2 separate regions of the Mus musculus genome follow, and region 1 is linked to region 2. A link is a contact called in public Hi-C data. All regions are on one chromosome and are shown on one strand. The core of a region is the stretch at or near the end of the contact, and the rest is flanking DNA. Distances in the headings are between cores, read along the strand shown. Region 1 has its middle 32 kb from the start of Gm12153. Region 2 overlaps Gm12153 (a long non-coding RNA gene).

Evidence for each region. Hi-C and Micro-C count contacts between places; a contact is called where the count stands out from the background.
Region 1: a contact with region 2 is called in a Hi-C map of liver, with 2.0 times the contacts expected there. The contact joins two enhancer-like sites. A contact is called at or near these places in 7 of 484 Hi-C or Micro-C datasets (liver, muscle stem cells, myocytes and 3 more) and 1 of 115 datasets of contacts at active chromatin or transcription factors (pancreatic cancer cells).

The regions. Positions count from the first base shown.
Region 1 is chr11:43,925,233-43,929,182 of GRCm38.p6, forward strand. No RefSeq gene overlaps it. Among named protein-coding and RNA genes, the nearest start is that of Gm12153, 32 kb to the right of the region's middle. Within about 2 kb of position 2,074, at least 57 of the 459 cell types and tissues checked have an H3K27ac peak or open chromatin away from gene starts, as enhancers often do. A contact at or near this core is called in liver, where this site is marked.
Region 2 is chr11:43,999,698-44,003,422 of GRCm38.p6, forward strand. All of the region lies in intron 1 of Gm12153 (a long non-coding RNA gene), which reads left to right. Among named protein-coding and RNA genes, the nearest start is that of Gm12153, 42 kb to the left of the region's middle. Within about 2 kb of position 2,329, at least 26 of the 459 cell types and tissues checked have an H3K27ac peak or open chromatin away from gene starts, as enhancers often do. A contact at or near this core is called in liver, where this site is marked.

The sequences.
Region 1 (3,950 bases), core at 824-3,323, 75 kb before region 2:
CAGAGAAGTTTTCCTGTAATTAAGAACATGAAGTTCACAGCACACAACAGTTTCCAATTGGGACTAAGTGGTGCCAGGTAGCCTTGCAGCCTGATACCAGGGCATGCATATACAGTGTGAAGTGTGCATGCTGTGTGATGCATGTACAGTGTGAAGTGTGAATGTTGGGCGTTCAGTGAAGATGCAATGATCTAGAGTAGCTGCAAAAGCAAGTAGTTTCAGAAGCACTTTGTATTCATTACATTTTGATTTCCAATTAGGTTTTGGTTGTCCTGGAATCAGAGACCTTTCAGTGTTGCCAAATTTCTCGTGGCCCACCCTGCCAGCAACTACTCACCCACAATATCAGATGCTTGCGAATCACATCTTACATCTGAAAAAATAAAATAAAAAAAAAAAAGAACCACAAAGTCGTATATTCATAGAGTCCCTGGGACCCGGCTCAGGTTGTAGTCCCAGCAGCCTGCCCTGCATTGCACACTGGCGCAGGCTGTTCCTGCTGTTAGGAAAGGGAGATTAACTGTGTCCCAGGGTGTTGAAGCCTCACTAGCACTGAGAGAATTTCTCACTGATGTAATCAGAGGTGGCGGAAAGAGGAGGGAGTGGGAACAGTGTGCTCACCAAATGACTCCTGTCCTCTGGCCCTGAGCTCATCCGGGTGGCTATTGTCTCAGGGTCTGCTGGCTGAAAAGAAAACCATTTTTCAAATCACCTTCTCTGTATTTTTATTCTTATCTTACTCATTTTTAGCTGTTGAATATCACTTTTTGCCCCTAGCTATTTTTTCTTAAACTAAATATTAGAAAAAAAGGAAACAGAATGTCCTTTCTTTCTTTCTTTCTTTCTTTCTTTCTTTCTTTCTTTCTTTCTTTCTTTCTTTCTTTCTTTCTTTTTATTTTGTCAGTGCTAGGCTCCCTCCATTAGGAGCACAAAAGGAACCAGAGATTAGCTGCAATCAGCGGAGTCCCACAATGCCACAGTAATGACTTGGGGTATCTTTTAATAGCATTAACGAATGCTGGCGGGCCAGCATGGCAGTTGCTCACAGGCATCTCTCTTTCATCCCTGGCTCCTTGGGGAATGCAGGGCAGTGGCAGGAGATGGCAGGTAGGAGGGGAATGAGTAGGTCTAAGCCTCAGGACAACCACTAGCTTGAAGATGGGGCTGCGAGTCTGACTCATAGCCAGCCTGGGGCCAGAGCCATGAAAGTTGATGCAACATTTGTTTGTGCAAAATGCTTCCCTGATGTGCGATTATGCCCCCCATTCCTGTAACTCGGTTTCCATTTTTCTATGGGAGCAGTGTATATGCATGCTGGCAGGTGCAATAGCCTGAAAACCTCTTGCTAGAAGTGGAGTCATTCACACCACCGAGCCCAGTGGCTGAATCACTGCACAGGCTGGGAGCCTGATTTTTACCTCAATAATCACATCTATAGTGATTCTGTGCTAGGGGCAAGACGAACCAGCAGAGAACATGCTCAACCTCCATTTTCACAGTAATTCTTCCCAGGGCTGGGGATGTAGCTATGGTGAGTGGAGTGCTTGGCTAATATGCACAAAGTCCTAGGTTCAATCCCCAGTGCGGAATATACCAGGCAAGGTGGTACCTTCCAGTATATGTCAGAACTTGGAGGTAGAGGCAGGGGGAGTGGAAGTTCAAGGTTATCTTTGGCTGCGTAGTGAGTTTGAGGCCAGCATGGGCTGCATGAAACTGTATATAAGAGAAAAAAGAAAACCTTCCCACTATAGACTCTATACTGATTATGCCCAGAAGATAGATTGGAGAAGCGGAGTCTTTCAAAGCTAAGCAACTTATAGACAGTGAAGCTGAGATCAGAATCCAGGCTTTTAAACCCTGTGAAATGTGAAAGAAAGACATTGGATGTAGCTGTTCAGAGTGCGGAAAGGAGAGAAATATTGTGTGCGGCAGGAGCCAGTGAGGCTGGAGACTGGCTCCTAAAGCCACTGCCATTAAATGACTCAGCTCTCAGCAAGCTTCAGAGTGTGCTGTGTCAGGGGGTGTCCCTCTGCTGTGGGATTAGAGGGGCAGCTGGTCCAGGAATGCACCATGTATCACTGTCATCTGCCCTGGGTTCAGCTCTGACACTGGAGGCTTGTGGATAGCACGGTGTGTAACACTGGGCAAGTGATGCAATCTCTTTGGACCGTAGCTTTTTTTTTTTTTTTTTTTTTTTGGTAATCTGTGAAACCAAGACAAAAATACATCCATCATTTAGGAACATTTCGGGAAATATAAGTATGATAGGATTTAGACAACACCCGACACCCACAAGGCTTATCATTAGGCCCACAGCTGTGTATCCTGAACCCACTTGCAGGGCCCACCTCTCCCTGTGAGCTTCTCTCTACCAGCCTGCTCTGGGTTATGTAACCACTTGGCTTTTGTGGCCTTCGGAGAGCCTGGCCACACAGAGGGTGTTCTGTGACCCAGTAGCACTCTCCTTTGGGCACACTCCAGTCCTCCTGAGCCAGACTGCATTTAACGATGTCCCCAAGAGGTATGGGGGCACAGTCAGGTTTAGAGTCAGGTTAGAACTTTGGAAGGCCACCTGAAGAATAGATATGACCTAGGTTTCCTCCTCTTTATTGGGGATTCAGTCCAATGCTTAGTTCAAATCACAAGAGTACAAGAAATAATCTGTGGGCCTCTGTGTGACACTATTTCTGTCACATTTCCTTTGCTCTTGTTGCATGTCACATCTGAGGCATGCCCAGCTCCAACATTTGGTCCATTCTGTGGTTGTGAAGACTGAGGCAGAGCTGGGAGTGAGTTTAAGTGTACAGGTACTGGATGCCAGGCAGAGTCAAGTTCCAATTCTGGGCTTGCCTCTCGGTCCACCTTGCTTCACAGCCAGACAGTAAAAAGCTGTAGATTCTTTTTCTTCTTGGGTACCTGGTAATGGTTTGCCCCTGTGTCCCACGACTTCATTCCCTAAAAGTGGTGTGGATACAGGTTTTTGTTCAGCTCATGTGAGCATGGTGCCACACATTAGGCTTCTGTTCCCTTATCATTTCCATTCCCTGCTCCTCCTGAGACCTACACTGCTAGCATCTTAGTTGTATTACAGATGGCAAAATTTTTGCTTCAAGTGAGGAAGGTGCTTAAAGGTAGGGGAGCAGGGCAGGGGGAAGGTATAGAGAACTTTTGGGATAGCACTTGAAATGTATATAAAGAAAATATCTAATAAAAAATAATCAAAAAAGAAAGAAAGGAAGGAAGGAAGGAAGGAAGGAAGGAAGGAAGGAAGGAAGGAAGGAAGGAAAGGAAGAAAGAAAGAAAGAAAGAAAGGAAGAAAGAAAGAAAGAAAGAAAGAAAGAAAGAAAGAAAGAAAGAAAAGGAAGTGGGACTGGAATGGGAGGCACCCATCTCTCCTTCCTGGCAGCACCGATTGTTCTACCCACAGTGCTCTCTGAGTTTGCACAGCAAACTTCTTGACATCTTCCATCTCCATTCCTAGAAGTTCCTTCCCTTGCAAGCCATAGCCCTTTACACTCATTTGGACCTACTCTTCTTTTGGTAAGATACTGCCGCAGCTCCTGAGCAGGTAGCCCCTGTGTGTGCAGGAGCAGTTTGTAAGTTGTCCCAGAACAATGATTCCCAGGGAGTAAGTGCCCAGTAAGTGAGCATAAAATGAACACAGCTCACTGTATAGCTTGACTCTTTCACCTGGGCAGTATCTGTACAATGGGGAGACTCCAACATGACTCTTTTATACCCTAGAGCATCTAGGACAGTTCCAGAAGGCTATGCTGTTAGTATTTGTCCCTGTAAAGCTATGTGTTTCCCCCAGTTACTCCTTTGCTCATAACCTTTTGTTGACAGTCCAGATAAACATTGGTATTCTGTCTCCTGGCTTTCTTATTTCCGTGTAGGACAAGAAGAAGTGAAGTCTCTGCATATTCCCTGCTTATCGCACCTCAGGGCCC
Region 2 (3,725 bases), core at 1,079-3,578:
GATGAATGGATATATGGAGTTTAGGAAACTTTTAGGGTAATGAAACTATTAGGTGAGGTACCATAATGGTAGGAAAATGTCATTATGTATTTATCAACACTCACAGAATGTGCAACACAATAATGAACCTTAGTGTAAAGCATGAACCATGGGTGATTATGATATGTCAATGCAGACTCATTGCTCATAAAACCTGGACCATGCCGGAGGGGAACGAGGGCAGCAGGAGACCATGTGAGTATGGGCAGGAGTTAGAAGAAAATATTCCATTCTTTCTACTCGATTTCGCTTCTAACATAATTTATATTAATTTGGGGACTAAAAAAAAGCCCCTCTACATTCTCCTCTATGTTTTCAGAAGAAATCACGCCGTCTCCTTACAAGTGAGGGTAAGAGGAGAAAATGAACACTTCAGTTCTCTATGTCCCAGCCATTTCCCATTCAATGTCTCCCATCTAACAAGGAGGGCTAATCAGGAGAAAAGTAGGGTGTGTGTAGCTACAGTTGTGTGGGAAAGTGCTGAAGCCATGGACCGGAATAATCAGGACAATCAGGGTCCTATTTACAGCAAGTTGTGACCTATTTCTTAACCAGCAATTTGTAGCCAGACTTCTCCAATCCGCCTTCATGAGAGATGCCTGGGAATTTATCATGGCAGAAGGAAGATGTGAGTCTTCCCCAACTCTCTAGGTCAAGTTCTTGGGTTTGAGCACTCACATGCCTCTGGAACACTTAGGCTGTGGGGCAAGACATACCTCAGAAACCTCTAGAGGTGGGAAGTCTGAACAGACTGTAGAGTCAAGGAATACACAGAATTTGAAAGCTAGAGGATCAGGAACCAGGTGGGAAGTCTAGGCAATGGATGGAAGGGTGAGTTCTGAGCAGCATGGAAACTTCAAAGTGACTTCCTTCTAGACAGGGACTCAGCACGAAGCTGAGATCTGTGTTCTGTAGAAGTCATAACTCACCTTGAGGCTGTATTCTTTGGTATAGTGTTTTTGGAGCAAACTTTCTGGCATTTGCCTAACCCTTTGGGGGGGGGGGGAGTCTGGCATGCTAGAAAAAAGAAATTGGAGACCAGGGAGAAGTAGGAAGCTTGAGCTATGAGTTCAGGACGCCATAGGCTCAGCACCTGAACACACAGTGGGGTGGGGGTGGGGGTGGGGGTGGGGGTGGGGGGAAGAAGTTTTCCCCAAATCCCTGAGGAAGTCAGCTGCTGATTGGAGGATCTTTCCTCACTAGAGGGAGGAAAGTCAGTTGAGTTAGCCAAGGATGCATGATATTCCACGAAATCCCACTACAGCATTGTGCCCATTACCCCAAAAGAAATAGTTTCCGCTTCTTCCTGTTGTGCTAGGATTTACTAGCCATCTAACCCTTCCCCTTGGTACAGCTTGTGAATATTTTAAGAGAACATCTGTTGATACTTAGCATGAATGAAAACAAAAAGATTGGCTTAGTTTGTGGGTAGTCATGAAAACATCGTCATCAGAGCTTACATTGCACAGAAGGAGCACTTATTTGTCGGGTTAGTGTTTGCTGAGCAATTTAACTGTAATAGTAAGAGTTTTACTGACTGTGAAAGTAGCAACAATAACAACAACAACAATAACAACAAATATGTTAATTGTTACTGAGTCTCTCAGCTAGGGTCAAATGTTTTATGCTGTACAGATCTGGCCTAGGGAAAATTTTCTGGATTCTTCTGTGGCTTTCCAGGTTTATTTCCTCTCTGTCATAACCCACTGTAAGTACAGGATCACTATGAGTACACACGCTAGTGTAAAAAGACTTTAAATGTCACCAAAGTGCCTATTTTAGGGGAAGGGTCTCTTTGAACTACATTTGAATGGTATTCTGAAAGTTTGCATCTGTTGCAAGTTTAAAGTTTAAAGTTGAGAGTACAGTGTGGGTGGGGCTCAGGGTTAAGGACAGTGTTTGTCTAAAGGCAGCCTGGACACTTGTTAGGAGTTCTCTGCTCATCCTTACAAAAAACAAAAATCATATAAATGAAAACATTTGCAAACTGCACAGGACCATTAGATTCCAAAATAAACTGTTCTTTTTTTTTTTCTTTCTGGTTTTATGAGACAGACAGGGTTTCTCTGTGTGGCCCTGGCTGTTCTGGAACTCACTCTGTAGACCAGGCTGGCCTTGAACTCAGAGATTCGCCTGCCTCTACCTCCTGAGTGCTGGGATTAAAGGCGTGCGCCACCACGCCCAGCTAAGAAACTATTCTTATTCCAGGTGACCAAGGACAGATACTGACATGAGTGGACGAAGAAGCCAAGCCCCAAAAGTGAATTATTAACAGTCTGCAAGTGTATGAAGCAGTAAGGTGTGGCTGTTGGGAAATAGCTGTTCTTTGCACCTATTCAAGCCAGAACACTAAGCAGGAATGGCAGCTGGAGGAAATGAACAGAGACACAAGTCATATGACATATGGGAGACAGAGGAAATCAGCTTTCATTCATGAAATCCCTCCTAGACATTTGCTGAGTAGCTGTTATACATCAGGTACTCAGCAGGTTTGGGACTTCAGTGAAGATCTGGTTCCATTTGGCTCACAGAACCATGGGTCTTCTGGAATACATGCCCCTTAGGGGCCAAGGTGCACCTGCCAGGTCATTACCTCGACACCACTGGGCTTCCCTCCCAGCAGATGACTAATTGAGATGTATTGCATGAAAGAGTGAATTTAGGTTTAACCAGTGGGAAACACAAAGTCATCTGGTAAACCACAGGTCCTGTAATCCAGTCCAAGGCTGATTTATTTCTTCCTGGACACTGGACAGGAGCTGTCAGAGCTCCACTTTCTGCTGAAGACTCCATTTCTCTGGAGGCCTGATTCCCTGGTGTGCTGTTTTAGGTAGAGAGCTAAGCGGTGACTGAAGAGCCAAGTCTCACAAGTCAGATGTGAATCTTCTCTAGGTCTCTAAGTCAAGTTCTTGGGTGTGAGCACTCACACTTAATATCAACTTGCCCCCTACCCCCAGTCTGCTCTTCCGAGTACACAGGCTGCTTAGACCTTTTTCTGGAGCTCCACCACTCCAATCTTCCCCACTGGAGTCAAAACACTGTCTGGCATCCTGCAGGACAATTACATATCCTCAAACGGAACAAGTCACCCAAGAACCAGCTGGAAGGCTTCCATCCCCTGCCTGCCTCACTGGAAAGAGAAGAGTGAGGCACAGCAGCTGGGTTGCTCATTATACTCAACCTGCATGTGATTAGATGTCCACTGGGTAGAGATGGCAGCTTTGTGTGATTCTCCAGCTCCTGCCTGCACATCTCAAGCTAATCTCCTTCTTCTTGAAGCCTACTGGATGATACTCACATACAGGCCTTGGTATTGGAAAAGCTCCTTCCTCCCCATTGCTTTTTCTTTTTTTCACATCTCAATAAACCCTTCTCCTCACATATTTTTCAAATGCAGTCACAAAGGGACCACTTAATTAACAGGCTGCCATTGTCTAAAGGCTGATTTGGAAGCTTACAGCCATTGAAGGAACCTCACACTGTTCCAGACAACAGAAACAGTGGGGTGCACCATCTGGGAGGGAGCTTCTGAGGAAACAGATGCCAGTGTTTCCATGATTAACAACCTAATATCATAACACCATAGTATGTTGTGCCATTTGGTTAGGAGTTACAGCCCTCTGAGCCAGTATTCTCACATCTCGCCAAATCCTGCAGCGTCAAAATATTTGCTTTGGCATAGGGCC